Regions from separate parts of the Zea mays genome. Here region 1 is linked to region 2. A link is a contact called in public Hi-C data. All regions are on one chromosome and are shown on one strand. The core of a region is the stretch at or near the end of the contact, and the rest is flanking DNA. Distances in the headings are between cores, read along the strand shown. Region 1 holds the start of LOC100281873 (exodeoxyribonuclease V). Region 2 holds the start of LOC103647788 (SUMO-activating enzyme subunit 2).

Region 1 (4,163 bases), core at 1,584-4,083, 320 kb after region 2:
AGGATTTTAGGCCTGATGTGGATGTGGACGAGGCCGAATGCGGCGGGGCACCCAGGTGAATTTGCTTTGCTCGGGTTCTATCTCGAAGCCTCTCGTGTCTCGGGTCGAGGGTACAGGATATAGTTTACATACGTTATGGTCCTGTTTGGCACAACTTATTTTCAGTTTTTTCACAAATTTAAGCAGAAGTTCTACCAAACAGCTAGCTTCTGCAGCCGCTTATCAGAATACACTAAAAGCAGCCAACAAGCAGAAGCTGCTTTTCACCAGCTTATCAGATAAGCTGCTTTTCAACAAGCAGCAGCTGTGCCAAACAGAGCCTATGTATAGAATCTCTTTTACAGACCCTCACATACATCAGCTGTTGGTCTATATAAATAGGAAAAAATAAATTACTAAAAGGTTATTTTGTAAATTTGGTTTGTTTTTGTGGGTCTCCGAGTGATAGATGTGAGGGATTGTAAAAGATAATGTTTATATCCGGTATGTAAAAAAAATTCCCAGGATATAGAGGCGGTCTTCCGCTCTTCCTCGGTTATATGCACGCAACAAAAAAAGTTTCAGCAGGATATACTATCTCATCTATGTAGGTTATTGTAACAAATAATGGCATAAGTACTAGTAGTAGATTAAAGCAGCCATAATACAAAGAGCGTTATCTAATTTCCGGAAGTTCGTGTGACTCAAAGGAATTAGAACGTTACCTTCATGAGGGCTAGTTTCTCCACTGCTAGGGCAGGTATAATTCTGAAAGTATAGATCAGTTTTCCAAGTATAAAAGACAGTATGATAGAATTTTGAGTTTTTAATCATAAATACAATTAAAAAACAATAGAAGAGTCTATTTCTTATATTTTATTAATCGATATCTTAGAAACATTTCAAAAGACCATATATTAAATATGACCATACTTGCCCTCAGTTGCGATATGAACAGGGAAATCAATCCACTGCATCTCCCATGTCAGGACTCCTGTAGTAATTCATGATCGCTGTCAGAGTTGTTTGTCTAGTCCAGCCCTACGTCCATGTAAGTATGGTTAATAATGAGATATAAATTTTACACTATAAAATGTAAGGATCAGATCGTGTTAGGATTGAATTCTATTTCTATTCAATAGAAATAAAGAAACACTTGGATCATGATATATTTGGATCATAATTTAGAACCCTAGCAATTTATAGAGAAACATTTAAATCATGATACATTACCACCCCTGTGTGTACGCGAGTGCTGCGCCGCCATGGCGAGACAAGACCCAGAGACATCTGTTTGTCATTTAACATAACCTGCGAGGTTTCGAAGTCAAACAGAGTACAGTTGGTCAGTCAGTAAAAAAGGGGGGGGGGGGGGAGAGAAATAGCTGCAACCATGGGAATCAGGCGATGATTAATCAAAGAGCTATCTCCTTTGAGAAGTCATTACGCACCGCTTCACTCCATTTCCATTGAGTCAGTCGGAGTCAAGGCTCGAGAGGAAGGATGCCGCGCTGTTTAGTGCTAAGTGACGCAGCCACCTCGCAGAGGCAGAAGCGCACAAGGTCAAATACACAAATCAATTTTAAAGAGGCAGGAGCCCGGTGTGAGTACGTGCGGCAGCAACAGCCGCGTTGGTTGGCGTTGCGTTGGTGTTGTTTCCCTTCTTCTCGTCATTGGTCAAGCGCGGTGTACTTTCTTCACCTCGCTGTAGAGTGACGCGAGCAAAAGGCTCACTCGCTTAGTCGCTTTTTGCTCTCGCTCTCCATGGCTCCTCCACCCATCCATGGTTGGTGCCTTGGTGGTCGCCGTGGCCCGTGGTCGTTTCAGACGTTCTCCCCGTGCAGGAGGCTGGATCCCTTTTGGGTAGAGGCGAGCGGAACTGTTCTCGAGCAAAAAAGACCCCAATGGTTGCGTGAACTTTTGGCCCTGTGTTCTCGGTCATTGGTTAGTAATTTGGAATCGGAACACCGAACACGCGTAGGATCTTGGGCTAAGTGGGATTTTCAGACGACCGCGAGTCCGCGAATGCTTCTGCTGCCAGTTGGTAGTTTCGTATTCTATGGCCTACTGGTCTACTGGGCACGTACAGTAGAGAGCAAGTACAGTAATATATCAGAATCGCATTTCCCTCGTGGCACTTTGTGCCCCCACAAGCCTGACACTTTACGGCAATTTGTACAGCACAAAAAAGATATTAGTTCCCCTTAGTAAAGAAAAAAAAACAGTTTTAACTCCAACTCCAAGCAGCGATTTGGTGCTACAGGAGGAGTAGCCAACTACACAATGTTGAGTCAGTTAGCTAACACTGTAGTCTCCCTGCATCTCAGGTAATCTATCGGCTTGGAATGCCAATGCTTTGCCAAATCCAGACCAGAGCTTCAACAACGCTCCATGCTGGCTTGTAAAGGATAGGTTGGATTCCTCAGGCGAGTCACTCACTGCTATGCGGGCCCGTAAGGGTAAGGCCGTAACGCCATGTAAGCCAGTAGCCAGCTGCCAGCCCACCACCCGAGACAGCCCAGCGTGGTGCACGCCAACGTGGACCTGTCCCGACCCGCAAGCGCCCTGCCGCCCTCACGTGCACCCCTCGCCCGTACGCACGCGCGCGGACGGGGTCCATCTCACGTGTCACGTCGGGCGGTCTGGTCCCCTGCCGAGGCACGATCCAACGGCGGGCGCGGGGCGCCCCACGCTGTGTCTCACAATTGGACTCGTCACGAGGCGGACAAGCACCGGTCGATATGGATCTGACGGCAGCAGTTGCCGGTAGAGGATGAAGCCGACAAAAAAGTTAAAGGGTGGATTAGTTAACGCGAGAGGGTTAACCCCGCCCGACCCATCCCTATTTCATTCGCTGGTCGCGTCGCCACCGCTCGCTCGCCCGCCTCCCCATCCAATTCCAAACGCAAAGAACCGAATTCCATTCCCCACTCGGGCTCCTCTGCCGTCCTCCTCCTCGCCTCGCCTTCCGGCATTTGCTCCAGCTCTTAGACCAGCCGCGCAATACGAGGCTGCCGAAGGGGATGGAGTCGGACGCGTCCACCTCGCCGCGGCGGCGCAGCACGAGCTGCTACAGCGACAGCGGGGACTCCTCCTGCTCCGAGCCCTTCAGCGAGTGCGGCAGCGACGACCTCTCCTTCACGCCCGCCGCGGGCATCCACCGCCTACTGCTCTCCTGCGCGTCCGAGGCGTCGGAGGACGCCATCTCCTCGCTCGTGGCGGAGCTGGAGCGCCCGTCGCCGTCGCTGGACTCGCTCCGCCGCGCGGCGATGGAGCTCCGGCTGCTGGCCAAGCACAACCCGGACAACCGGGTCCGCATCGCGGCGGCGGGCGGCGTCCGGCCGCTCGTCAGGCTGCTGGCGCACGCGGACCCGCTGCTGCAGGAGCACGGCGTCACGGCGCTGCTCAACCTCTCCCTCTGCGACGAGAACAAGGCGGCCATCATCGAGGCGGGGGCGATACGGCCGCTGGTGCGCGCGCTCAAGTCCGCCGCGTCGCCCGCCGCGCGGGAGAACGCGGCGTGCGCGCTGCTCCGGCTGTCCCAGCTCGACGGCGCCTCCGCGGCGGCCATCGGCCGCGCGGGCGCCCTCCCGCTGCTGGTCTCCCTCCTCGAGACCGGCGGCGCGCGGGGGAAGAAGGACGCCGCCACGGCGCTGTACGCGCTCTGCAGCGGCGCGCGCGAGAACCGGCAGCGCGCCGTGGAGGCCGGGGCCGTGCGGCCCCTGCTGGACCTCATGGCCGACCCGGAGTCCGGCATGGTGGACAAGGCCGCGTACGTCCTCCACTCCCTCCTGGGCTCCGGGGACGGCCGAGCCGCCGCCGTGGAGGAAGGCGGCATCCCCGTCCTGGTCGAGATGGTGGAGGTCGGCACCTCGCGGCAGAAGGAGATCGCCACGCTCTGCCTCCTGCAGATCTGCGAGGACAACGCCGTCTACCGCACCATGGTCGCTCGCGAGGGCGCCATCCCGCCCCTCGTCGCCCTCTCCCAGTCCTCCTCCGCCCGCACCAAGCTCAAAACCAAGGTACACACACACACACGCCACGTCTCGCATTATTCCCCGCATTCAACAGAAATATCCAATCAATTCGCCCGTCTCAGCTTAACTCGCAAACTAATGCGCTTCCGTTTTTTCCCCCGATTGCGCAGGCGGAGTCGCTGGTCGAGATGCTGCGGCAGCCGCGGA
Region 2 (3,837 bases), core at 161-2,660:
GTGTTGAGATATTCAATTCTAGTTCTATCCCTTTCATGCATTGGTGCATAGGTAATCCCAGTCCTCCTTGCATTTCGTTTTCTTTTTCTAGAATGAATAATCATAGCCATCATTGACAGTAATATATGTGCAGCAGCAACACAAACTATAATCTTGGTCTTCTTATCCATCTACATGTAAGCATCAAATCCAAAAAAAAATATATGGCATGTCATGATGAATCTGGAATCATATCAATATTTGGGGAAATAATCTCAAGCAAACAGCAATCATGTAGAATTGATATATAGGTGTACAATCAAGTGTTCATGCAAACTGTCCATAATAACAAAATATAAGTGTTAACTGCATGTATGCATCGGACTTGTACCTAAAACACATTCAACATATTTTTTCCCTGCTGAACATTACATTAATCAAAATATAAGTTTTTATAAGTTAATTTATCTACTCCTATATATTTCATACTTTTGTTATACATTTTTATCTTTTTCCTATTTTTAGTTTAATAGACATTATAGTACGCATGAATCTACGATTTCATTTCTTAGATATGGAATATCGCTCTTCTTAATTGAGCTTATTTTTCCATGTGAAGATCGGATATTATTCTCTGAACCTATAACATGGCAAATCAATCCACTACAGACTACAGTACTACTGATGTTGTGGCGAATCAATCCTACTACCTACAAACTAAGTACTACTCGTGATATCAGTCCACCAAAAATCAATCAGACTAGCACCAAAAATCAATTAGACTACAGTACTACAAGATCTAGAACTCTAGGTGCAGCGTGGATGGACATGGCACCCGGGATCTGGAACTTCAGGTGCAGCGTGACCTCCAGGTGCCTGCTTTCCTGTTCGGGCGACCGTCCAGGCGAGGGACACAAGGCGACGTGAGCAGAGGGAGCAGAAGCAGCAGCGTCGGATGCGAAGCAGAGCAAGAAGAAGCAGAGCTGCGGCGTGCTCTCCACGTCGGCTGCTACCACCACACCGCCGCAGTACGAGCATAACTCGGGTGCCTGGTACGTCGCCACCACGCCCAGGGATGGAGGAGGAAGAGGAGATCAGAGGGGAAGAGGAGAGTAGAGGGGAAAGGGGACTCACCGCTCGTGAGGGGCCTTGTCCCACTCTGCACTTGGAGTTCGCCGCTCGCCGGCCAGCGGGGTGAAGGAGCCGGATCTGAGGATGAGAAGGGCTCGTGAGGGGCTTTGTCCCAGGGAGGACGCAATTGTCCGTCCGATTCAGAGGGATGAATAGGGACAATATTCTAGTGATAGTATTTTTGTGGGGATGGTCCCGTCTCAGCCTTGACTCACAACCAAACACTCTAGTGTGTGGGATGGTCCTGTTCCATCTCGTCCTGACCCGCAACCAAACACATCCTTAAAAATCTAGGTGGAACCAAACGTGCCTTAAATGCCGCATCGAGCCTGGCACGACGGCTGACCAGCGGGCAGCGGGCAGGCTGGGCTGCCCAGGCCCCACCGCCCCAGGCAGGCAGCACCGCAGTCCGCAGCAGCCACCCGGACAGCATCCCTTTGGCAGCCCGCCGTTCCCTCCGCGTCTCCCTGGCACGAAATTGCCCAAACCGCTCTCCCTCTCGCCCCAACTTCCCATCCGCACCCCCAAACCCCACCTCACTCAAAACCCTCGCCGTGCCCCTACTGCGCCCCCCCCCCCCCCCCCCCCCCCGATGTCCGCCGCCGCGTCCTCGGAGGAGGCCGTCAAGGTGAGTGACGGGCCCCGTCGTGCACTGTCGGATTTCGGTTGCGCCTGCGCGCAGGGATGATTCGTTAACGTTTTTCCCTGGTGTGTGCGCGTGCGTCTGGGTGCGCGGGCATGCAGGCATCGAAGGTGCTGATGGTCGGGGCGGGAGGCATCGGCTGCGAGCTGCTCAAGACGCTCGCGCTCTCCGGATTCAGCGACATACACATCGTGAGTCTCCGTTTCGTTTTGACATCAACGCTGTGTTTAGGTTTACTGCCTCGTTTTGCTCCAACCAGTGCTTCATATATATTGTATGCATCTCGTTCATTTTTTATTAATCATGTCCTAGAAATGATGTTCGTACCTAGGAGGATCGGATCAAAAGCTGCCACGGCATTAATCCATGATCGGAATGCTCGACACCAATATTGGGAACCATCCACAAATGTGTCAAGTATTTCTCACCAATTTCTCAAATATAATTGCGCCTAAAAATAAAGGACTAATAAATACTTCACCGGACATACATCGTTCGTCAAACACAAGACATCTCATTGTTTATTATTCAATATATTGAGTAGGACACTACTCAATATAGATTCACCACAGACACTTAAATGTATGAAATCAACCATGAAAGCAAGATCAGATATCACACTCACATTATTCGATTGATGCTTGCCTTTCATATATCAAGGCATAAAAAGGTATAAAGGTAGCTGTCGGAGAGAAAACATCTCCGGCCAGGTGGCGTAACACACTCGCCCTGATCCTAAGACGAGGAGGGGGCTTAGGGATTTGTCTGGCTAGTTGGATGAACTTGAGAACACAAGGGTTAGAGTGGTTCGGGCCGTCGGAGCGTAATACTCTACATCCACTGTGAGTTGTATTGCTTGAGAGTCTCTCAGTCAGTCTGTGTTCGTCTGTCCGTTTGTTAAGACCCTCTGAGAAGCCTTGAGTTCGTTTTTCCTCCGTCCTCCCCTACCGTGTGTGCCCTCCCTTTTATAGCGCGAGGGGGGGGGGGGTGCGTCCACGAAGCGCGGGAAAAATGCCGTGACTTGTTACTATTTCTGGCCTGATTCCATAGAATCTGCAAAATGATCATTAACGCTGTTATTGTAGACCCTGGTTTCAATATCGCCCTCAACATAGACAGCAGAACTGACATAAGGTGAAAGAAAAAATATAACAGCATCCGTAGCGAAAAAGATTGATATAGTTGTATTCAAGGTAAAATGAAGATTTTATTTATTTAAACCACATACTCCTTCACCAGCTTCTGAACAGCATAAGCACCTAGGTGGTCATTATGGACAGCTATGTGGTGCCACTGAGCTGGCTTTGGCAAATCCTTAGGCCCAATTACCCTCTCGTCAAACATGCCACTCATACCAACAGTAAAAACAGTTACTGCATGCCCATTCCTTGATTTTTTTGCGTAGGCACTTGTCCAACTTCGCCACCTAGCAAAAGGAAAACAGATTAAAATTGTAAAATAGTGCTCCTCAAAAACAAAACAACATGCAGAATTTCATATAAAAGATATATGATGTCCAGTTTCTATGTCCATACCCTGTGCACGCCACGAAACTCCCAGTCCTTATTGGTATCTACACTTTGGGGTTGTAACTCTCTTTTTGAATCTGGACAGTTATCATCATATTCCATAATCCATATCACCCTTCTCATCAAGGTCAGAGAAAGAAACAGTAGAGATCAGAACTCGTGATTGTCTGCAGAAAACTACAGAAAGGTTCAATATATCTTGCATGTTAGTGTAAATGTATATATCATATAAAATGATTGACCAGTGATCACAGTTTCCATGTTACTATGTCAGATTGTCAGGTGAAACCTGTGAGTAACACTGAACCAAACACCTACCTGTTGAAATCCTTTTGCTGTTCGATGACCCCCTCAAACTCGTCAACAATCTGGTGTTGTCACCAGTCATGGTGAATTTACATGAACAGATAAAATGAAGAAGATATAACCACAAACAAAATAATGGGATTTTTTATGTTTTATTTTGAACTTAAAGAAAACATCAGAGCAACTTTGTTCAAGCCAACATTCTATCAATTATTTTTTTAGAGCCTTAATGTTAACACTTAACAGTAA

The links. Hi-C and Micro-C count contacts between places; a contact is called where the count stands out from the background.
Region 1: a contact with region 2 is called in a Hi-C map of leaf, with 4 times the contacts expected there. The contact joins the promoter of LOC100281873 here to the promoter of LOC103647788 in region 2. A contact is called at or near these places in 3 of 25 Hi-C or Micro-C datasets (ear, leaf and tassel).

What each region holds. Positions count from the first base shown.
Region 1 is chr2:215,349,756-215,353,918 of Zm-B73-REFERENCE-NAM-5.0, forward strand. It overlaps LOC100281873 (exodeoxyribonuclease V), which reads left to right and starts at 2,834. Exons shown (of 2, transcript NM_001154793.2): 1 at 2,834-4,001; 2 at 4,127-4,163. The coding sequence starts at 3,003.
Region 2 is chr2:215,027,415-215,031,251 of Zm-B73-REFERENCE-NAM-5.0, forward strand. It overlaps LOC103647788 (SUMO-activating enzyme subunit 2), which reads left to right and starts at 1,411. Exons shown (of 11, transcript XM_020548590.3): 1 at 1,411-1,738; 2 at 1,855-1,944. The coding sequence starts at 1,703.